2 separate regions of the Ovis aries genome follow, and region 1 is linked to region 2. Evidence: chromatin contacts called from public Hi-C data. All regions are on one chromosome and are shown on one strand. The core of a region is the stretch at or near the end of the contact, and the rest is flanking DNA. Distances in the headings are between cores, read along the strand shown. Region 1 holds the start of JAK2 (Janus kinase 2). Region 2 has its middle 21 kb from the start of AK3.

What was found. Hi-C and Micro-C count contacts between places; a contact is called where the count stands out from the background.
Region 1: a Hi-C map of blood shows a contact between it and region 2, with 3 times the contacts expected there. The contact joins the promoter of JAK2 here to the enhancer-like site in region 2. A contact is called at or near these places in 4 of 16 Hi-C or Micro-C datasets (blood, hypothalamus and tail adipose tissue).

What each region holds. Positions count from the first base shown.
Region 1 is chr2:73,326,605-73,331,071 of ARS-UI_Ramb_v3.0, forward strand. JAK2 (Janus kinase 2) reads left to right here and starts at 2,767. Exons shown (of 25, transcript XM_042243421.2): 1 at 2,767-3,323; 2 at 3,639-3,718.
Region 2 is chr2:73,071,545-73,075,745 of ARS-UI_Ramb_v3.0, forward strand. No RefSeq gene overlaps it. Among named protein-coding and RNA genes, the nearest start is that of AK3, 21 kb to the left of the region's middle. Within about 2 kb of position 2,452, at least 22 of the 54 cell types and tissues checked have an H3K27ac peak or open chromatin away from gene starts, as enhancers often do. A contact at or near this core is called in tail adipose tissue, where this site is marked.

The DNA.
Region 1 (4,467 bases), core at 1,517-4,016, 260 kb after region 2:
AGAGTTGGCTCAAACTTATGTCCATTTAGTCGGTGATGGCATCCAACCATTTCATCCTCTGTCTCCCCCTTCTCCTCCTGCCCTCAATCTTTCCCAGCATCAGAGTCTTTTCCAATGAGTTAGCTCTTTGCATCAGATGGCCAAAGTATTGGAGCTTCAGCTTCAGTACCAGTCCTTTCAATGAATATTCAGGGATGATTTCCTTTCGGATCGACTGGTTTGATCTCCGTGCTGTCCAAGGGACTCTCAAGAGTCTTCTCCAGCACTGCAGTTGGAAAGCATCAATTCTTCGGCGCTCAGCCTTCGTTACAGTATAAAAAGAAATAAATGCCAAAGCTCCATCTCACATGTACTGTCAGTCTCGTTGCAGGTTTAGGTTGAGGAGTGACAATCAAGAACCAGTGCCACCATATTCTATTACAATGGGATAACAGAACTTGTGGCACAACACCCCATACTTGACAATTGACTGCTAATTTTTACTTCTAGCTATGACCTACAATCAGTTTTGAATCTAGATGTATTACCATCTAACCAAATTCACAATTTTTGTTTTTCCATATTGTGTGAAAGAGTGTATTGAAAGACTTAGATGTCTTGGAATTTTCTTTTATCATATCAAAGAATAGAGGAAACTTTCTGAAATATTTGCCCTGGGAGCAAATTTCCAGCTATGTCACTATCAGAGATCACATAAAAGCATTAAAAAGTTGCTACAGAGTGAAAAAAGCTAAACATTCCAGGGTAATATTGGCTTAAAATCATAGTATCTTGGTGAGGAGAGAGGCTTTCACTATCAGAATGACAGTAAGTAAGTCACTTTATCTCTCTGTGTGGGTAGATTTCTCAAGTTTATAAGCCTATGACTAATATAGTTCCCTTGGCAACCCTCTCTTCCCTATCCAAATCACTAATATAAAAAAGAATGCTTTCCTCCACAAGACACCCTCAACATCCACTAGTTCTAAATGGCTTTTCCCTGCAAAAAGGCAGTGGACAGTAACAGATACCATGCCTGGTTGAATAAACATATCATTGCAAAATTCAGAAATATTATTTACTACAATGACTGTATCTGTACTGTTTGGAGTTCTTAAACAGGTTTTTTGTTTTTTTTTTACCCCCCGCTTAAAGAGAATGCTTCCACTTCCAGAGTTCAGATACTTTTCATTTTAACTCTAATGTTAAGGTCACCTTCAGCACTTTATGTTCTTTGTGTGGGTCTGTGTTCTGGTTTCTAATCTAGTTAACAGTTTTGTTTGCTGGGGGAACTCTCATGATGGTTCCTGCTTGTAATTTCAGCCTTAATATTCTAAGCAGATTTTAGATTTGCTATTGTGTCACAACTCCTATTTCCAATTTCTTTTTAGAAACTAAACAACAGCAACAACAAAGCACTCTCTGGCATATTTTGCTTGTAAGACAGGAGCCATAGGAATGCAGTTTCCCAGTATATCCCTTTTAGGCGAAAACAGGGCTCCAGTTCATTATTTAAAGAAGTCAGTGTGGATTCAAGTCATTTCCTAGCCTGCTATCATTTGCTCAAAGACCTTTTGCAATGGGTCTTATGTAAGAAGAAATGCAGGAGTTGCTTTGGTGAGATTTAAAGGGACAATTAAGTACAAGCTAGACCTGAATTGCAGCATCATCTGTATGGTGAAACAGGGGCTATAAATGTATCTGTTTTTTCAGATTGACAGAAGGCTAACGACATATGCCTTTCAGACTGACAGAAGGCCCGACATAGCTGGATTACAGGCTCCTTCTTTGGCCTCACCTCTTACCGTTGTCCCTTCCTTTACTGTTCTTCAGCCACACTGACCTCCTTCCTGGTCCTTGAACTTGCCAAGCACATTCCCTTCTTAGGGTCTTTGCCTTTGCTAGTGTTTCTGCATGAAACTGTCTTCACAGATAGCCGCAGGACTGGCTCATTCTCCTTCTTCAGAGCTCCACTCAAATGTTACTCTGGGAGGTCTTTCCTGGCCATTCTAACTAAAATAGCACACTGCCTCCCCACTTCCTGCTCCTTTACTTTTCTTAGTGGCAATTATACTCTGGCACGTTATAAATTTAAGGCTTTTTATTTATTTTTGTCGCTTTATCAGAATACAAGCTCCAGTAGGGCAAGGGGTATGTGGGTTGTGTTCACATAGCATCTTTGGGGTCCTACCAAGAATGGCAAACAGTAGGTGCTCAGTAAATATTTGTTGACCCAATGAATGAGGCTCTTCGGGATGGTGGAAATTGTTTCTCGTTTGCCTGGCACTGCCGCCAGTCCGCAGGCATCTGGGCACCTCATCCCACCCTCATTTCTTTCCAGCAGAAGTGACTGATTGGAATCAGACTCCCAGAACTGCGCTGGCGCGATACGGTGAGTTAGGAACGCGTTGCACCAAACCCTCGGCGCGACTTCCCTCGGCCTCGCGACCAGGGTAAGTCTCTGCTGCGGTGCCAGGTTGTGCGCAGGGGAGTCCCTACACGGCCAGGCTGACTCACTCCCAGCCGCCTCCACGGCGGGCGGCGGCCACGCACACGCCCATCTGCGGAGGGCCCGGCCCAGCTCAAGTTCCCCGCCCGCTCACGCCCAGGGGCCACCGCGGGAATCTCCGCGCACGCCGGTTTGTTTCCTGAGAAGCCCAGGCTCTGTGTAGCCAGTCGTCGGCCGCCCCCGGCGCGCGTCGGTGAAAACGCAGCCTGGGTGGAGCGGCGCACGCGCAGTCCGGGGGTGCGCGCCAGGCGCCGGCCCCGCACCGAGGCGGTCTCTGCAGTGAGCAAGACGCCAGACCAGAGGCCAACTGGGAGGCTGAGTCGGACGTAAATAGGACGTCCCAGCCAGTGTCGCCTGCGGGGCTGAGAAGACGGTGTGACTGCGGAGAGGGTGGAGACGACGACTGTGACGGGCTTCCCGGTTGCCCAAAGTGGGAGTGGTGTGGGTTGCAGGAAGGAGAGAGGAAGAGGAGCAGGAGCGGGCCGCAGCGGCCGACGCTAACGGCCTTCCTGAGCGCTGACAGGCTGGGCCCGCGTCCTGCTCGCTCCACAGTGCGCGCCGCCGCCTCGGGCCCTCGGCCCCTGGGTCCGGACTTGGTGGCAGAGCGTAGGGGCGGAGGGCTCCTATTGCAGCGCAGGGAAAGGCCAGATCTTCGCCGCCGAGGGATGTGAGTGAGAGCCGAACCCGCACGGGAGGGCCCGCGAGGTCTCAGCCTGGCGGACACTCGGACCTTTGCCTGTTCCAGGGGCTTCGTAGTGTGGCCAGCCGGAGGCACCGGGTAAGAGCAGTCCCCTCGGGCTTGGGGGCGCGTCCTCGTCGCCACATCCGTGCGGCGGTGAGTGTTATTGCTGCCTGGGCTCCAGGTGGAGGGCAGCAGTTCTCTCTCTCCTCCTCTCCACCCCGATCTCCCCTTCCCCCCTGCTAGTGTCAGTAAACTCGGCAAGAAAATCCTCCCTTTTAGAAGGAAACCTCGGACGGAGTGTCTTGCTGTTGATACTTGCATCCTTATGTGCCTGATACTCCTCCTCCCCTTTACTTATCTCTCTTTTAAAATTTTCTAGACATCTGAACAGCCTAGAAAAGAGCATCTATTTCCCCTGGATTTCTGCGGTAGTAACTGCCGCTTTTTTTTTTTTTTTTTTCCTTTTAGGTTTCGGAAGCAGGCAAGGCAACAAGATGTGATCTGTTTCTCTTCTGCAGAAGAGGCCCTTCCAGCCCCTTTCCCCGAAGGTGGGTGAGCGATCCTGACTGCAGTCCTTTTTCTCTGCAGTGAAGACGAGGGTGTCTTGAGGTGTGAGTCCGTGCGTAGGAAGGTTGGAAGCGTGTGTCGACAGGCAGGGCTCATTGTTGCTTCTTTGAAAATGGCAGTGCTGAACTTTGAATGTTGCCCTGGGAGGGTAATTTTGGGCTTTATTGTTGTTCTTTAAGAAACAGTCTTCATTTGTTTCTCTGCTGATTGTACATTGTTTTTCTTTGCAGAGAAAAACGTCATCCAATACCCTTTCTCCTCAAGCAACCAAAGATTCTTAATCTTTGAGGCAGGAACATTTTCAAGTAATAAGAGATACTTATTGAGAGGACACTTTAGCTGCTCTTGCTGGGGTTTCTGCTACCGCATAGAATGCTTCCTGGACAGCTTTATCTGCTTAAGTTTACTTTGTCGGTTGAATTTACCCATTTTGCTTTCCGGTGGTTATTAATCTGTCCGGAGGAACTCCTTTTTCTCTGAATGAAAGGATAGAGGCAGCTGAGTATGTCATAGGGGGAGGAGAAATGTGGAGGAGGAAACTGCAAGTGGTAATAAGTGATGACGATTGGTTTTGGTTTCATAATAGGTTTGTTGGGCTACTGCAGGTATTCTGCTATAACACCCAACGGATATTAAGATGAATTATCAACCTTTTTCCTCCCTTTCCCTCCCCCCTTTACCACTTTGGGTATGAGAATCCCTTGCTCCTGTGTGCGCATATCTTTTAATA
Region 2 (4,201 bases), core at 1,202-3,701:
TCAAAGGGCATGAGTTTGAGTAGATCCCAGGAGTTGGTGATGGACAGGGAGGCCTGGTGTGCTGCAGTCCATGGGGTCACAAAGAGTCGGACACGACTGAGCTGAACTCAACTGAACACTACCTGCAGGTCACATGAAATTTCGTGACCTCTTGCCTTTTCATATAGTGCACCCTTTGCCTGGATCCTCTGTTCCACTTCTTCACCTCATCTAGAGTCTTACCTTTGGGGAAGCCTTCTCCAATCTATTCCTTATTCTGATTAGACATCTTTTCTCTGTGTCTTCAGTAGACTCTGCCATAGGATGTGGCATTTACCGGGCTATATTTCAATATTATTCCACTGTCTACTTCTCTGTCATTAATTTTCCTCAAAATATGATTTGTGGGCCCCCCTGCTTCAGAATCACCTGGGAATTTTGTTGAAAATCAAGTTCCTGGGACCTGTCTCAGTCCCATCAACTCAAAATCTTTGCGGGATGGAGCCCAGAAGTGTGCATTTTACAAAGTTCCTGAGATGATTCCGACTTATACCAAGATTCTGACCGTCCTAGACAAAACAAAACTGCGGCCATGCTTTCTCGTACTTCTAACATCTAGCATAGTGCTTGACACAAAGCAGGCACACAATGAATGTGTTCCCAATGAATGAGTTAAGTGAGCTGCAGTAGTCAAGGCAACACAAATGTAAAGCGAGTATTCAGCGACTGCAATACCAGATTCCAACAGATGGCGCTGTGTCAACATCTGTGTTTTAATCCAATGGGGAGGAGGAAGACGGGAAATTTTGTTTTACAGGAATTCAAGACTAGACTGCTGCGTAATTGAATTTATGTTTTCCTACCCAGTTTGTCTACCATTGTCCCACTTGAATGATTAAATTGATTTCTGAAGGCATGAAAACTTAGACAAGAAAAACAAGTGGAAAAAGTCTGGTCGCAGAAAGAGCTGAGCAGGTAATGAAAGAGAAGGGAAGGGTATGCTAATTACCCCTATTTCCATCTTGTTGATGGAAAGCTGCTCCCAGCCCGCACCAAGTGTTATGAAATTACCCAGAAAGTTCAAAAGAATAAGCCATTTCTCCAAGAGGGTGGAGTCATGCTGTAATTCTGTTAGTCATCCACGTTTCCTTTACAGACTGTCAAATGACTACATGACTAACCTTTTAAAATCCTTTCCCTAGTAGTACAAAGTCTGAAAGCCTGAGTATTCCTCCTGGGCTGAATACTTTATTCTTCTGAGGTGCTGGAAGCGAGCCTCACAGTCTAGAAGCCAGGGCCCCATAGACCACTCTTCCTCCCGCTTCCAGCCTGCCCTCTCGACCCCCAGGGGCATCCGTGTGCAAATAACTGATAGGGCTGGCATAGGGCACTGGGAAGACTATCAGCAGGGCCAGAACGAGAAGTTGAGCTGTTTTCCTCCCAGCACAGAGCTTTCTGCCAGAGGCCCTCTGCGGAGGAAGGGGTGGAGGAGGGGCTTCTATCCCCTGCACGTAGAGGGGAGCAGTAGACACAAAGATAGGCACAAAGGAGAAGCAAAACCCCTGCTCTCTGCACAGCCTCCCAGCCTTACTGGGAAGGCGCAATCGAGAGGCATCACACAAATTTCGACCTGGTAGAAAATAACTTGCAAGTTCTGAATGACTCAGTATAAACTAGATGGAAGTGTTTAAAAGAAATGAGAGACAATACAGTTTCCCTTTTGCTTTCTTTTTACTCCTTGAACTGTCAAGTTCAAAAGTCACTAAACGTCATTTGTGGGGGGCTAGGAAGTTGGGACTTCCTGGATGGCTTCTGGTCACAGCAGTGGGCAAGAGCATTCTCCCAGATCCCCCACATGGGTCTGGTTGTCCTCAGGATGAGGGGTAGATGAGGACAGTTGCGGGGAGGTTGAGAGTACCAAGCAGGAGAGTGCCTGGTGGCAGATGTCCCTGTCTTTGTCCAGTGTCCCCTCCCCCAACCCAGGAGCAGGGGCATATCTGGGCCCAAGGGAGCTGTCCCCTGGAAGCAGGAGGGCCAAGTCTGCTGCAGCTGCAGGTAGCACCCAGTGTCTCTGACCAAATTGAGCATTGGGCCTCAGAGAACAAATGTGCTTTTAGAGAATCTGAGCAGCTTGAGGGGTAAAAGCAGAAGCACTACCAGTAATCTTTCTAGGAAGTCGAGGGCCTTGCCCAGGTGGCTGAGGTGAGAGTAACCAGCTGGGGGTGGGTTCTAGGGGCCACATAACGCCACACGTGTTACAGCAAGGGAGGCAGATCTGGCTCATGTGGTCTGGGAAGGGCAGCCTGGAGGAGAGCAGCAGGCCAGCCAGCCAGAGGCCCTATCCCTTTGGGGAACGCCCTGGCCAACAGGAGTGAACTGAGCAGCGGGCCAGGACTCAGCCTTGGGGTGGCCGTGGACCAGTGTGGGGCTGACACTGTCTCTCTCTGCTGGTAGCAGGGAGAACACATCGTCTAGACCAGACACAGGGAGATAAACTTCCTCCTGACCCATAGGGGATTGTGGAGGGCAGTGCTTCCTCCTCAAAGTGATCCTGCCTGTGGCAGGATGGGCAAGAGTAGGATGGCCCTGCTGGATGCGGGAGTCTTTGGGGGGAATCCCCCTCCCTTAAGTCAGGGAAGGGTTAGGAGGAGGTGCTGCTGAAGAACTCTGACCAGACTCTTCCTGCCCTGGAGGCTGTAGAAGATAAACTTGGCCTGATAAAAACCGAGCCAAGGTCAACGTTGCTCTGGGCTGGGTCTCCAGCTGGGATAGGGATCAGCCACTGGCTGCCCAGACGATTGGGTTCTCTCTGTAAGAGCTGGGTTTAAGGGTTGGAGTCATGGGAGTCCGTTCCCTGGTGGGTGTTAACTATTGTGATTGCAAGGCTGGTTCCTCCATCTTCTTAGATGGTTGATTAGGTGCAACATGGAATTCCTGGTATCAGTCCTCAAACCCATTCTTCTCTCATATTCTTCATCTTGACTGGTACCACCATCTACCAGATTGTTTAAACCAGAGAGCTAGACGTGATATTTGGTTTGGCTCTTCCCCTTCATATCAAATCTATTAGCAAGTCCTATCATTTCTGCGTCTGAAATATATCTCTAATATGCCCACTCCCTTCTCTCTCCACAATAATCAAAACCATCTGTCATCTGCTGCCCAGACAATGAGAGGACCCACTTTGTTGGTCTCATCACTTCCTCTTTCAGCAACCCCCTCCTCCGGTCTGCATATCACCCACCAACCAGCATACCCTCTGTGATTCTTGGGCACCCTGGTTATTTATTTCCTTCAGAGCACTTGTCACAAGTTGTATGTTTATTTTTGTCTTGCACTTTATTGTACATCTCCTTCACTAGCTCATGGCACCATGGGGCGGGGGATCTCGCCTGTTAACTTCTTTGCATTCTTGTATCCTTTCTGCCTAGCACAGTGCCTGGCACAGACTAGATAGTTTTTAAATGAATAACAGCAAGTCTAAGAGTTTAGATTTTAGTTAGTAAACAATGAGAACCTATGACACATTTCAGAGAAAGGACTAATAAAACATAAGGACGTGTTGGGGGAATAATGAAGCAACTTGATGGACATGAATTTGAATCCTCCTTACTAACATCTTTCCAGCTGAAGAGGCTTAAACCTGACCTGCCTCTTGAGAAACCTATATGCAGGTCAGGAAGCAAGTTAGAACTGGACATGGAACAATAGACAGATTCCAAATAGGAAAAGGAGTATGTCAAGGCTATATATTGTCAACCTGCTCATTTAACTTATACGCAGAGTACATCATGAGAAACACTGGGCTGGAAGAAGGACAAGCAAGAATCAAGATTGCCGGGAGAAATACCAATAACCTCAGATATGCAGATGACACCACCCTTATGGCAGAAAGTGAAGAGGAACTAAAAAGCCTCTTGATGAAAGTGAAAGAGGAGAGTGAATAAGTTGGCTTAAAGCTCAACATCCAGAAAACGAAGATCACGGCATCTGGTCCCATCACTTCATGGCCAATAGATGGGGAAACAGTGTCAGACTTTATTTTGGGGGGCTCCAGAATCACTGCAGATGGTGATTGCCGCCATGAAATTAAAAGACGCTTACTCCTTGGAAGGAAAGTTATGACCAACCTAGATGGCATATTCAAAAGCAGAGACATTACTTTGCCGACTAAGGTCTGTCTAGTCAAGGCTATGGTTTTTCCAGTGGTCATGTATGGATG